Linked DNA regions of Sus scrofa: region 1 is linked to region 2. Evidence: chromatin contacts called from public HiChIP or PLAC-seq data. All regions are on one chromosome and are shown on one strand. Each heading gives the region's core, a stretch centred on a gene start, on an enhancer-like site or on the middle of the called end of the contact. The rest is flanking DNA. Distances are from core to core; before and after follow the strand shown. Region 1 overlaps ITPR2 (inositol 1,4,5-trisphosphate receptor type 2). Region 2 overlaps ITPR2 (inositol 1,4,5-trisphosphate receptor type 2).

Evidence for each region. HiChIP or PLAC-seq counts read pairs in DNA pulled down with a chosen protein or histone mark.
Region 1: a contact with region 2 is called in an H3K27ac HiChIP or PLAC-seq map of alveolar macrophages. The contact joins two enhancer-like sites. A contact is called at or near these places in 1 of 47 Hi-C or Micro-C datasets (liver) and 1 of 2 datasets of contacts at active chromatin or transcription factors (alveolar macrophages).

What each region holds. Positions count from the first base shown.
Region 1 is chr5:47,395,749-47,402,597 of Sscrofa11.1, forward strand. It overlaps ITPR2 (inositol 1,4,5-trisphosphate receptor type 2), which reads left to right. Exons shown (of 58, transcript XM_021092920.1): 54 at 6,810-6,849. Among named protein-coding and RNA genes, the nearest start is that of SSPN, 210 kb to the right of the region's middle. Within about 2 kb of position 2,738, at least 1 of the 83 cell types and tissues checked has an H3K27ac peak or open chromatin away from gene starts, as enhancers often do. A contact at or near this core is called in alveolar macrophages, where this site is marked.
Region 2 is chr5:47,263,733-47,270,641 of Sscrofa11.1, forward strand. All of the region lies in intron 38 of ITPR2 (inositol 1,4,5-trisphosphate receptor type 2), which reads left to right. Among named protein-coding and RNA genes, the nearest start is that of ITPR2, 330 kb to the left of the region's middle. Within about 2 kb of position 3,194, at least 2 of the 83 cell types and tissues checked have an H3K27ac peak or open chromatin away from gene starts, as enhancers often do. A contact at or near this core is called in alveolar macrophages, where this site is marked.

The DNA of each region.
Region 1 (6,849 bases), core at 1,488-3,987, 130 kb after region 2:
ACAGGACAGCCCCCCCCCCCAAGAATGATCCAGCCCCACATGTATGTAGGGTTGAGTTTGGATCACCAAGTCTGTTTGGATGTTGGTTTATAGCTCTGAATGCAGACACATCAAGAGGCTTCCCATACTTTTACTTAATTCATTACACAAAGAACAGAACTTTCCTTTTCTCTGTCGGTAAACAGGGACAATTCTTCCAGGAATATTACCCCAGGGGCAAAGGTGCCATTTCTTTTCTCTTTTTTTTTTTTTCCTGCTTTTTAGGGCCACACCACCTGTGCTGTGGCATATGGAAGTTCCCAGGCTAGGGGTCTAGGAGTCTGGGGATCAAAATCGGAACTGTAGCTGCTATCTGACACCACAGCCGCAGCAACTCGGGCTGGGTCTGCGATCTACACCACAGCTCAGAGCAAAGCTGGATCCTTAACCCACTGAGCAAGGCCAGGGATCCACCCCCCATCCTCTTGGATACTAGTTGGATTTGTTTCTGCAGAACCACAACAGGAACTCCAAGGCTCCATTTCTTTAGGCTTGACCTGAGCTGAGAGAGGCGGGTGTGATTTTGCAGGGTAAAGTCCCAGACTGGAGAAGAAGGGATCCTGGAGGGATTTCAGCCCTGGAGGTGTGACAGAGACTCTGGTGGAAGCCAGAGATGGTGGCAGTAGCTTTTCACAGTTAGGCAACATTCCTAAATCAGTGTTAAAAACTGCAGGAAGGCCTGTTTTAATCTACTCTTTCTTCTGTGCCCCTTTTACATTCGACAGGGTAAGTGTTAAATTCCATGTGATTGAAAATTCTGTAAATTTGATCTCATAGGCCTTGCCACCTTTCAAATTTGGCCACATGTGTTTAACCGCAAAGGTAGAATGAAAACCAGAACCTGGTGTTTGTTGTGCAGCATGTGGCTTTCAGATTTAAAAATAACTTTTCTGTGTCAAGACCAGGATGAAATTTTAATTTGCAGGCCCTAGTGTCCATTTGTGAAGGCCTTGGTTTGTTACCTAGTGGACAACAGGTCCCTACAACAAAAGGGCCGGATGCACACAGTAGCATGATTACAAGCCTGGCAGTAAGTGGGAGGCAGGGCAGTCAGCTCCTGAGGATGCTCCAGCAGATGCAGGTAGGGTCATCATCCCAGAGGCATTGAATTCTCATGGCAACTGGCAGTTAGGGGAGAATAAAAACACCTTGATTTCATTTGCTGCAAACCTCCTGGACTTCCTAGACAAAAATATTCTCTATAAGAAAAAAAAAATCCAAACTGAGATAGTAGAAGAAAAAAGAATGCATATATATATAACATATACATTATATATTATATATATTATATATGCACATATATGCATATATATAACATATACATTATATATTATATATTATATATGCACAGATATGCATATATAATATATAAAGAATGCATATATATATCCAAACTGAGATAGTAGAAGCAAAAAGAATGCATTTATATATAATATATACATTATATATAACATATGCATATATTATATATAAAATATATAAAGAATGCATATATACATATGCATTCTTTTTTCTTCTACTATCTCAGTTTGGATTTTTTTTTCTCATTCTTTTTCTTCTACTATCTTCCATCAGTGTTTTCTTGTCTTCTTATCTTATAAATATAAAAGTCATCTTAGGTTTGTTGCTTATCTTCATTGAAATACCAGGCATCTAGTTCCTTCTTCCTAATAGTCTATTTCTGTGGTCTAATGGGACCATCCTTTCTCAAGCCGCCCCTGACACATAATGTTGTCATCTCCTTTATGCCCACAGTCCCATCAGCTCCCATTCATTGATCCTTTCCATTCTCACTGCCATTACTCTGGTTGAGGCGTATAACACAGCATGCCTGAATTATGGCAACTCCTTCTAAGTGCTCTTTCTACCTCCAGTCATTCTCTCTTCTTCAGTACCACCACCACATCACCCACTATATCAGCATTAGACTACTTGTCAGAAATCACTGCTTTGAATATTTCCTCCCCTTCTCCCAACTTAAGACGTCCACAATGCTCCATTGCCTGCCAAGTAAAATCCACACTCTCCCTAGAGCTTTTCAAAGACCTCCTAGTTTATCTCCCAGCCTTATCTAATACTCCTCTAGGTACTGGTATTATTGGCTCTTCATCACATAAACAAAACATTTTTTTAACTCTGGGGCTCTCTGCCATGCCATGTGAAATGCTTGTCTGCTGCTTGCTGTCTTAGTCCATTGAATAGTGAAGGCAAACTCAGAGTCTGTATTAATTAGAGGAACTCCCCCTCTCATTCTTAGTATTAAAAATTCTCTCTTCTGATCTCTTTGCACTATTGTGGCTTTTATCGTGTGTTAATTTGTCTTATTATTTAAGTGCATGTTTTATCTCGTATTGTTTTGCCAGCTAGATGGTAAATCACCTTGTTCCTGTTTAAAATTCTCCAGTGGTTCCCCATAGCTCTCAGGATAAAGTTTAAACCCTTTAGCTGGTATATGATTCTCTCCATCATCTGGCTTTTACCTGCTTCTCTTCTTACAGCTCCCTGACTCATCCGCATACCTCAAAGGTTCAGCCATTCCAGTCCACCCATTCCCCAAACCCTTTCATCTTCCCACCTGTATTTCTAGCTCCTAGCCAGGGACTCTTGAAACAGTGCAATGAGGCAGGTTTGGCATGGGAAAAGCCAGCAGGTTATGTAGGTAGGTCTCCACAAGGTGGCATCTACTTAGGCAAACTCACCGTGACTCAGGGCCTGGCTTTGAGCCCAAAGGCCTGGGAACTTGGCTTACCATATTCTGAGTAGATCCATCTCACAAAGGTAGAACCTTATTAACCAAGCCCATAGAGGCTACTATATACAACCAGCATGCCCAAGCTGGCATTGACTTTGACCTGCACAGTCTCCTCTCCCAGTTTACATGCCACACAGGAAGCCAATTGTCATTATATATTTGCAGTCAGTCTATTTTATTTCACAATGGCTAAGCACATGAATTGTGTGTGGATTTTACTAGTTCACTTCTTAAAGAACAACCAACCTTACTTCTGAATTACTGGGGAGAGATGGGAACACTTTCCTGCAGCTTCTATGAACTAATTAATCTGGCATTTAATTCATTTTTAGTAAACATTGGTGTCAAATGACCAGGTAGCTGCCAATTAAATACATGAATGTGGATCCTGCCACTAGATAGAAGATTGTTTGATTGAAAGTCTAAACATAGCAAAGTAGTGCATTACTAGAAAACCATATTTCTTTTCTTAAAATTTTATTGAAAAATAGTTGATTTACAATGTAGTGTTAGTTTCTGGTATACAGCAAAATGATTGATGTATTTATAGTTTTTCATATTCTTTTCCATTATGGCTTATCAAAGGATATTGAACATAGCTCCCTGTGCTGTACAGTAGGACCTTATTTATCCATCCCACATATAATAGTTCACCTCTGCTAATCCTAAACTCACAGTCCTTTCCCCTGCAAGCCCTTGACAACCACAAGCCTGTTCTCTGTCTGTGAGTTTGTTTCTGTTCTGTAGCTATATTCATTTATGTCATACTTTAGATTCCATATATAAATGATCTTATATGATATTTGTCTTTCTTTGTCTGACCCACTTCACTCAGCATGATAACCTCTAGGTCCATCCATGTTGCTATAAATGGCATTATTTCATCTTTTTTTATGGCTACGTAACATTCCATTGTATATATGTACCACATCTTCTTTATCTAGTCCCCTGTCAATGTATATTTAGCTTGCTTCATGTCTTGGCTATTGTAAATAGTGCTGCAGTGAACATTGGGGTGCATGTATCTTTCCAAATAATGGTTTTCTCTGGATAGATACCCAGGAGTAGGATGGCTGGATCATATGGCAACTCAATTTTATTTTTTTGAGGAACTTCCAAACTGGGAAAACTGTATTTCTTCAAGTCTCTTACACACTTCTGACTGTTTTCTTCACATCCTAGCCGTCACATTAGAAACTGCCACCTGGTGCTGGGAACCTAACCAAGTAATTTGCAGACTGAGCTTTCTTACTCTCTGCCTTTCCTGCCTCTTCTGCTGCTCTGGCTGCTGCCACCACGAGTTTTACCTATTCCACATTTCTCCTTTCTCCAAAATCAGTTTCATCTCTTCTACTGCCTAAGGCAGAATGTGCTTTGGTGCTCACCTCTAAGGTAAGTGGTCCAGCACAGGCTCTGCCAATATCTTTGATGCTGCATTTGGTGCTTTCTCATCCCTGACTTCCACCCTCTTCTCGAGGTATATGTTTTAGAAAGAAACAGCTCTGAATAAAGTGAAAATACCCAGATCTCTCATCCATAATGTCAGCTTATGAGAAGAAAATCAACCTTTTTCATAACAAAGTACCAAACAGGCATGGATCATGTCCACAAAATTAGGATTCTTTTTCTTTTTCTTTCAATGGTTGTTTTTACGCTCATACGTTGACATGCAGACTGGCTACACAATTCCAAAATTCATTGCCACTATGGTTCTTTAATCTTGTAACAAGAAAAATACATTTCTGCTCACTTCTCAAATTAGGAAATCCTGGTTCCAATTTCCAATTTGATGTGAACTTCTTTATTATTTTAAATTACTGAGAAGTGACTACCAAATTTGGTGACTTCATCTTTAAATAAAATAAGACTAGGAATTTTTTCTGCCACATTATATATTTTTCCCTCTCTCCATTTGTCCTTAAATATTTTCACATAAACACATTCACATAAAACAAATTATTCATGTAAATATATTATGTTTCCGGAGTTCCCGTCATGGCGCAGTGGTTAACGAATCCGACTAGGAACCCATGAGGTTGCGGGTTCGGTCCCTGCCCTTGCTCAGTGGGTTAACGATCCGGCATTGCCATGAGCTGTGGTGCAGGTTGCAGACGCGGCTCGAATCCCATGTTGCTGTGGCTCTGGCGTAGGCTGGAGACTACAGCTCTGATTAGACCCCTAGCCTGGGAACTTCCATATGCCGCGGGAGCGGCCCAAGAAATAGCAAAAAAGAAAAAAATAAAATTAAATAAATAAATAAATATATTATGTTTCCTGTCCAGAGCTCCATGCTGGTCATTCAGAAAGCTTAGATACTTACCAAAATAGTGAAATAGTATCCTCCCCAATTTGTAAGCACCTAACTTTTTTGAAGTATAGTTGATTTACAATGTTGTGCCAATTTCTGCTGTACAGCAAAGTGACCCAGTCATACATACATTTACATTCTTTTTTTGATGTTATCTTCCATCATGTTCTATCATAAGAGACTGGATATAGTTCTCTGTGCTATACAGTAGGACCTCATTGCTTATCCATTCTTTTTTTTTTTTTTTGTCTTTTGTCTTTTTGTTGTTGTTGTTGTTGTTGCTATTTCTTGGGCCGCTCCCGCGGCATATGGAGGTTCCCAGGCTAGGGGTTGAATCGGAGCTGTAGCCACCGGCCTACGCCAGAGCCACAGCAACGCGGGATCTGAGCCGCGTCTGCAACCTACACCACAGCTCACGGCAATGCCGGATCGTTAACCCACTGAGCAAGGGCAGGGACCGAACCCGCAACCTCATGGTTCCTAGTCGGATTCGTTAACCACTGCGCCACAACGGGAACTCCTGCTTATCCATTCTTCATGTAGTAGTTTGCATCTACTAACCCCAAACTCTCAGTCCAGCCCACTCCCTCCCTCCCCCAACATTGGCATCCATAAGTCTGTTCTCTGCGTCTGTGATCTGTTTCTGTTTTGTAGATAGGTTCATCTGTGCCGTATTTTAGACTTCACATGTAAGTGATATCATATGATGTTTGTCTTTCTCTTACTTTTTTACGGTTATGCCCATCTCTGTGCAAAGTGTTTTATTTACATCTCTTAAATATAATCCTTAAACACCCCCCTAAAGAGTTTAATCCTTAAACGGACCTTCACAATTTACAGATGAGGACGCCGAGGTTAAGTAACTTGCCCAAATCCTAGTTCTGGAACAGAGTAGAATTTGAAGCTGGGCTCAACTAGCTTCCTTGTACACACTTTCCCCTGCGACACTTTTGCTTCCTGAGTGAGTTGATTACATTTTTAGGTCCTACCAAAATCTCTCCATGCTATAGCAGTGCACAATGAATATTAGCTTTCTTATATTTTGTTCATTTCATTCTGTCATTTTCCACTGATAGAAGAAAAATGATTTGGGGATAGAATATATGTGGCTTTACCAGCCTATGTGCATCACAGGCTGACACATAGCAAATATGTGTTATATGACTTCACAAAATTGTGTCCTGGCACAGTTATAAAGACATAGGTCTTTGGAAGTAGATGAGACTGTGTGGGGAGTCCCTGCTATGGCTCAGCAGTGACAAACCTGACTAGTATCCAAGAGGATGTGGATTTGATCCCTAGCCTCACTTAGGGGGTTAAAGATCCAGAGTGGTTGTGAGCTGTGGTGTAGGTCACAGACATGGCTCAGATCCCACGTTGCTGTAGCTGTGGCATAGGCTTGCGGCTGCAGCTCTGATTTGACCCCTAGCCTGGGAACTTCATATGCTACAGGTACAACCCTAAAAAGTAAAATAATATTATTATAATTTAAAAATAAAAACACAAGTTTGTGAAGTTCCCTGGTGGCATGGAGGGTTAAGGATCCGTCATTGTCACTGCAGTAGCCCTGGTCACTGCAGTAGCCCTGGTCACTGCTGTGGTATGGATTCAATCCCTGGCCCAGATCAAACATGCTACAGGTATGGCAAAAAAACTAACAAACAAAACTGTGAGTCTGCTGTACTATTTAACTTATGTGTTTTTTAATAGCTGATGAAGAGTATGAAGATGGAATTGAAAGGACATGTGA
Region 2 (6,909 bases), core at 1,944-4,443:
ATGCTGTACTTCATATATATTTGTTCTGTTCATCTTTCTGATATATATATATGTGTGTGTGTCTGTCTGTCTATGTATCTTTCTATCTCTCTCTCTCGTGTATTCAAACCAACCTGTAAAAACACAGTTCACTGTTTTTTTGTTGTTCGTTGGTAAAACTTTAATATAAAATATATCTTTCCAAACTGGATATAAAATATTTGTGGTTAATGTAGTCATATTTTATGATATTTAAAATAAAATAGTGGGAAATGTAATTCAATAAATGACAACTTCATAGTTCCCGCTGTGGCACAATTGGGTTAAGGGTCTGGCATTGCCGCAGCTGTGGCGTAGGTCACAGCTGTGGCTAGGATTTGATCCCTGGTCTAGGAACTTCCATATACCATGGTAGGGTGAAAAAAAAAAAGACATCTGCTATAAAAAGGCGGCTAGCCTCCGGGTCTTAAAATGAGGCTAGCCATTGTAACTTTGTTAATGAGTAAAGTCAGAGTTGGTTTAATGAGTTGGTGTTGGTGGGATGGCTTGTTAACATCAGTGGATATAACTTGCTGTTGCATTTTTGCAAAGTAATAAAAAAGGACTAGTGGATCCCCTACCCTACCATAATTGAGTCTTTTTTTTTCCCTCTCCCTGTTTGCATCTGATGTGTAATCTATCACTGCTGGGACTGGGGCTCCATGAGCATCTTTCCTTTTTTCATTTCACCCATCCTCTGCCCCCACTCCCATCTTTTTATAAAGATCATTTTGTTTTGTACAAATATTTTTTTTAAAGGGGCATGATTGCAAAGGCCAAAATAAGTCTGTGAGCTTACCTGCTTCTGTTTCATCACCAAGCATATGGCTTGGGTTTTGGAAAGATTCGAAAAGGGGCTCTGAATGCCTGTAACGAATATGAAAAGTTTTGACAGTTCTAAGTTAATAACCAGGGTATAGACAACTTTGCAGAACATGTACTTTCTAGAAACACAGTTCTTAGTGTGGTTCAACTGTCACAGTGTATTTACCAAGTATAGGTTGGCAGCTGTTTAGGCATTTTTAACTTAAATTTTAGTATTTACATAATACTAGTATTGCATAATGAATAGGAATAATTTTTCATGTGCTGTACTTATAAATAATAACAAAAGTATGTTATGGCTTTCTGAACTTCAGTCAGAAGTTTATGAGCAAATAAACCTTTCTTAGCAAATGAATTCTATATTGTCAGTTTTGCCTAACTATTGAAATTGCACTGCTTCACAAATATGTCTTCAGGTAATAAAATAAATGAAATAAGCATTATTCAGGCTGGTTAGGTGGCATTTCTTTTTGAGGATTTACACCATAGAAAGGAAGCTACTTAAGGGCAGAATCAGTGTCCCTAACTCTAATGTACTTTCACAATGACTCATAGTGTTTTATTAATGCGATGATGTTTGGTCCAGGAAATAATTTATTCATGGACTCTAAAAAGAAACAAATTCTATGTCTTAGGTAATATGTCTATGTCTTAGGTAAATGAATTCTCCCCAGTTCTAACTTGTTCTGTATAATCTTTCAAAGTTATAACAGCCTGCAGAAGCTCCATACCCACAAATATCTAGTCAAATTTGTAGATAAGATGTGCTTTAAAAATTAAAAAAAAAAGACGTGCTTGGTATAGTAACTAGGTTTGAGATAGAGAAAAAAAAATGAGTTATTTTAACAGATTATTTAATATAAGAATGGTAATTAGATATTGAAATGAGATGCTAAAAGAGAAACATGAAAGCATCATGTAGAAAGCAACTTCAAGAAGCGGCTCTCACCCGTAGGGCAGGAGCAAAGGGAAGAGACTGGAATCAATATAACTTAAAAAACTTAGTATAGGGGACCAGACTTCTGAGGCTTGTGGTAAAGGCCAGGAGCAGATGTTTTGGAGGCAAGGGCTTGATGGAAAACTACAAACTGGGTTAGTTGTAGCTGGGTGCAGGCATCACCCCTGCCAGAATAATGTGTGGTTGGCTACTTAAGAACAGGAGGCAAAACCAGGAAGTCTGCAGGAAGCCCACAAGAAACTCACAAGAAAGAACCAATCTCTTCTTCCTTCAGCCCTCTGGTACCTCCTATTAGAAGAGTCTACTTTGATTCCAGCCAGCAAAGTGGAAATGAGATTCATAAAATCCAGCCCCAGCATCACAAAGGCTAGTTTTGAGCTGAGAAGCAATACCGTCAACTGGACTTTAAGTAATTTGCCAGAGGGGGAGGGTAAGGGAGAGGGATGGACTGGGAGTTTGGGGTTAGTAGACGTAAACTGTCATATTTGGGATGGATAAGCAATGAGGTCCTGCTGTATAGCACAGGGAACTATATCCAGTTTCTTGGGTTAGAACATGGTGGAAGATAGTATGAAAAAAATTGGTTCAAAGGTAATTTTTGAGTAGTTAATATACCACATGGTACAAAAATATAAAGAGTAATTTCTAGCCCACCCTCATGCCTCATGCACCCCATTCTTGCCTTCCCATCTCCCTCCAACTAGGTAATCACTGTTATCAGATTCTTATGAACCCTTTCAGAGTTTCTTTATGCAATCACAGGCAAATACAAATAGGTATTCTTATCTCTATTTATCATATTACTTCTCATACCACTTTTTAGAATTTTGATCTCTTACTATATATCTTGTTGATTTTTCTGTATTCATACATCAAGAGCTTCTTCATGTTTTTAAATCTCATTAGCTTAATGAATTCTCTTACTGCTTTCAGTAGTTTTAAATTTTATTCTCTTTGGTGTTTTCAGGATAAAATGACATCATCTGCAAATACTGATAGTTTCCAAATTTTCTATCTCCGAAATCATTTCTCTCTGCTAATTGTTTTGGCTTGGACATTTAGCACAGTGTTAAATATTAATGGTAATAGTGAACATCTTTGTCTGTTTCCGGCTTTATTCGGAATGCTTCTGATATTTCCCATTAAGCATGATGCTGGATTTGTGGATAAGTATATTATTGTGTTAAAGGAAGTATCCATTTATTGAGCTTATTTTTTAAAATCAGAAATGATACTGAATTTTGTTAAATGGCTTTTTAGCATCTATAGGGCATGATCAACCAAATGGTATTTCTCTTTCTACTTAATGAATTAATTATATTTCCTTTAACTTCCTCTATTGTTAATAGATTCCTTAATATTTCTGGTACTGAGCCATCTTTGTATTCCTGGAACAGACTCCACTAGGTCATAGAATTGCTATCACACACTATAATCCTTATTAAAAGATTATAAGTATTTGTTGTTGATGACTATTCCTCAGACTTTTATGTCACTTTTACTCTTTCATAAGAAGAATTTGAAAGTTTTTCTTGTTTTCCTCTCCTGGAATAGATAGCATTGGAATGATCTCTTCTTTATTTATTTTATGTATTTTTTTAGGGCCACACCCAAGGCATGTGGAAGTTAGCAGGCTAGGGGTTGAATCAGAGCTACAGCCTACGCCAGCTTACGCCACAGCCACAGCCACAGAATCTGACCTATGCCACAGCTCTGGGCAATGCATGATCCTTCACCCACTGAGTGAGGCCAGGGATCGAACCTGCATCCTCATGGATACTAGTTGGGTTCATTAGGTAATCACTGTTATCAGATTCTTATGAACCCGTTGAGCTGCAAAGGGAACTTCTGATCTCTTCTTCAGTGTTTGGTAGAGTTTCCCTGTGAAACTATCCGGGGTTGGTGCTTTTGGGTTACGTAGCTCTTTGACGGTTTTCTCAGTTTCTTCTGTGGAAATGGACCTTTCAGATTTATTTGTTTCATTTTGGTTCAACTTTGGTGAATTACATTTTACTAGAAAATTCCTTATTTTATTCTGGCTTTGAAAAAAAGTATATGTGGTGATGAAACATTATATTGATCATGTTTTCTTTGTCTCTCTGCTTTCTGTAGTGTCCCTTCCAATTATTTATTCATTTCTTTTTTTTTTTTTTTTTTTTTTTTTTTTTTTTTTTTTGTCTTTTTGCTATTTCTTGGGCCGCTCCCGCGGCATATGGAGTTTCCCAGGCTAGGGGTCTAATCGGAGCTGTAGCTGCCAGCCTATGCCAGAGCCACAGCAACTCGGGATCCGAGCCGCGTCTGCAACCTACACCACAGCTCACGGCAACGCCGGATCGTTAACCCACTGAGCAAGGGCAGGGACCGAACCCGCAACCTCATGGTTCCTAGTCGGATTCGTTAACCACTGCGCCACGACGGGAACTCCTATTTATTCATTTCTAAAGAAATATTTTCGTGGTTTCATCTCTTAATGTGTTTTTCACAATCTCTTCCTGAATTCTTACCTTTTCCCCCTACTGTATTGTTGTATAGAGGCGATTTCATCATAACTGTACAAAATGCATGTTGAAAGATTTTGGTAACAATTTTTATTTATATAATTCATAAGATTGACCTTTGTTGATAGATTTTGCTGCTGCATTTCACCTTTTCCATCCTTTCGTGTCCCTTTTGCCTATTCTTTCTGTTGATACAACCAAGTAATTTACAGATTCTTGAAGGTCCCAAAGCTTTTTCCTTTTCTGCCACCACAAAGACTGAACACATCCTGTAAATATCATGACTCTAGTTCCTCTGCACCTCTGACTTCAAGTGATACAACGGGGAATGTAGCTTTTGTGTTTCTGGGGGCTCCATGACTTCAGGCAGTATATTTTTCCTTTCCATTTTGGCTGTGCTGTGGAACCATCTTGCCTCTCTCAGTGCTTCTTCCTGTCACTTTGTTCTGCATGGCTTCTGCCTGACAGCAGCTGATATAGGCAGCCTTTCTAGGTCCTTTGTAGTCTTTGGATTCTATCTGTCTCTTCCTTTTGCTGAAAATGGAGCTTTCAGAGATTTATTTTATTTATTGTTGTTTTTGTTGATTTCCACAGAAATATAATGATGTTAAATTAGTTAGCCATGCATATACCAGATGTCAGCATGTGCTTTTAAAGAATAGCATTTTAATATTGGAGCTTTGATGGTTTATACAGGTAATCCAATAGTCGGAACAAGTGCTGGTCAAATGTGGAAGTAAAATATGTTCATACTGCCCCCCAAAGTAAATGAGAAAGATGCTGCTTTTCTTTTCCTTGACTTTCATTTCCTTAAGTATTGGAACTTGGTGCTAGTATTTTGAAGGTCCAGGAAAATTCTTTTCATTAATGAAGGATATGAAGCTTTTATTTTTGTGTGTTTTTTTCCCCTAGAGTTTCCCTTTTTTTAACCTGTAGATTCTTTTTTTCTCTCTTCTTTTGCCTGTACTAGACCAGATTGGCTCAATCTGAGTAAGATTTTATGGGCTCTGTTTTTTACCTTTTTTTTTTAAGGTATCTGGTTTCTTTTGATAGTGCAAAATATGTTAGTGAGTAATGAGGTAGAAATTACTTTGTGTATTTGTTAAACTGTCCAGAGTTTAGGAGAGTAATTTTCTACCATCGTACTTTTAGTTAACGAGAAAATACCCAGCTTCTGTTCTATTTGAAGGATAATTTTTCAGCCTGTTGCTATAAATCCAGACAGCAGTAGACAATTACATTTTGTCTGAAGAATTAGTCATAGTTTAAATGCAAGTTTTAATTGATAAAATAAGAAATTTTAAGCTCAGTTGTTCATTAAATTGTATTCCTTTTTGATTATTGTTAGTTATCAAACTAAAATGACTTGAATTAAGATTAAATCGAAGCTTTAGCATTAATTTTCCTTGTAAAATGTAATTCTCTGTGACAGTCAGAAAATAAATGAACTGAAATCCGTACTCCAACAGAGTAACTGCCCATACAGTAGCAAGTTACTGGAGCTGACAATTTTCAAATGATAGTAGCTGGTTATGTAAGTCACCCAAGATGGCTTCATGTACTATTATTTCCAGACAGAATTGGAAATAACATGTGCCAAGGTAACAGGCAGTCAGACGAAAACATAACAATTTGCTTTCCAATAATTATCATCACCTCTAGCCAAGCTGGAACTTGATTGATCCAGTACAGAAGAATATCTTTTTGTATGGACTTATTTCAAGCCCAGAAACATCATGGCTATAGTAAATATTCCTTTAAATCATCATGGCTATGGTAAATATTCTTTAAATCATTTTTTGGACTTCATTAGAAGAAAGAGCAATAATCACTTCATTATTTGTCTATCAAACTAAACTGGTGCAAATTCTAGCCAGAACGATTCATTGTTCCCATTTCCATTCCCTCACTCTTGGTTTTTTCCCTCTCTCTCCTTTTAAAAAGAGAAGTTAATTGGAAGTTTTTTAATGAGAACATATTCTACTAAGAAATTTAGTTCATTCTTCTCTGCAGTTGGTAAAATAATACAAAATAAAAACAAATCTTGCTTCCTATTGTTTGGAAGTGTCATATTGTTCTTGGAATATATATTTAACAGGGATTTCTAAGTACTTTCAGAGGCTTATTAAGCCTTAAGTTATCACTGTGGGAAGGGAATATCTTCAGAGGTTCAAAGATAGGACAAATGAAAACAGGCCAACGACAAGGATGGTGGAAACATAGCTGAATGCTAGAGAGTTTGAAACAGCTGATGATAAGTGTGTGGTCTAAAGTCAGTAGGTTTTCCTTCTATATTTCCCTGTATTCAGGACCAACTACATGGGAAAGAAGTGTGTGTGTGTGTGTGTGTGTGTGTGTGTGAGTGAGTGTGTGAGAATTGTAATAGTGGAGAATTGGAGACAGTGGAAAAATTGGATAAGAGAGAGAAGGCAAAGATGCTGGAAAGAGGGAATGCTGTGACAAGTGAAGGGAAACCTGGAAACATTCTGGTGTTGATGAAATTATATTCCCAGATGACTTTTCATGGCAGCTTCATGGTTAGCTTGTGCTCAGAGTCAGAGTTTCTCCAGACAGAGGTGAGTCTGGACAAAATACCTTAGGAAGAGTCAC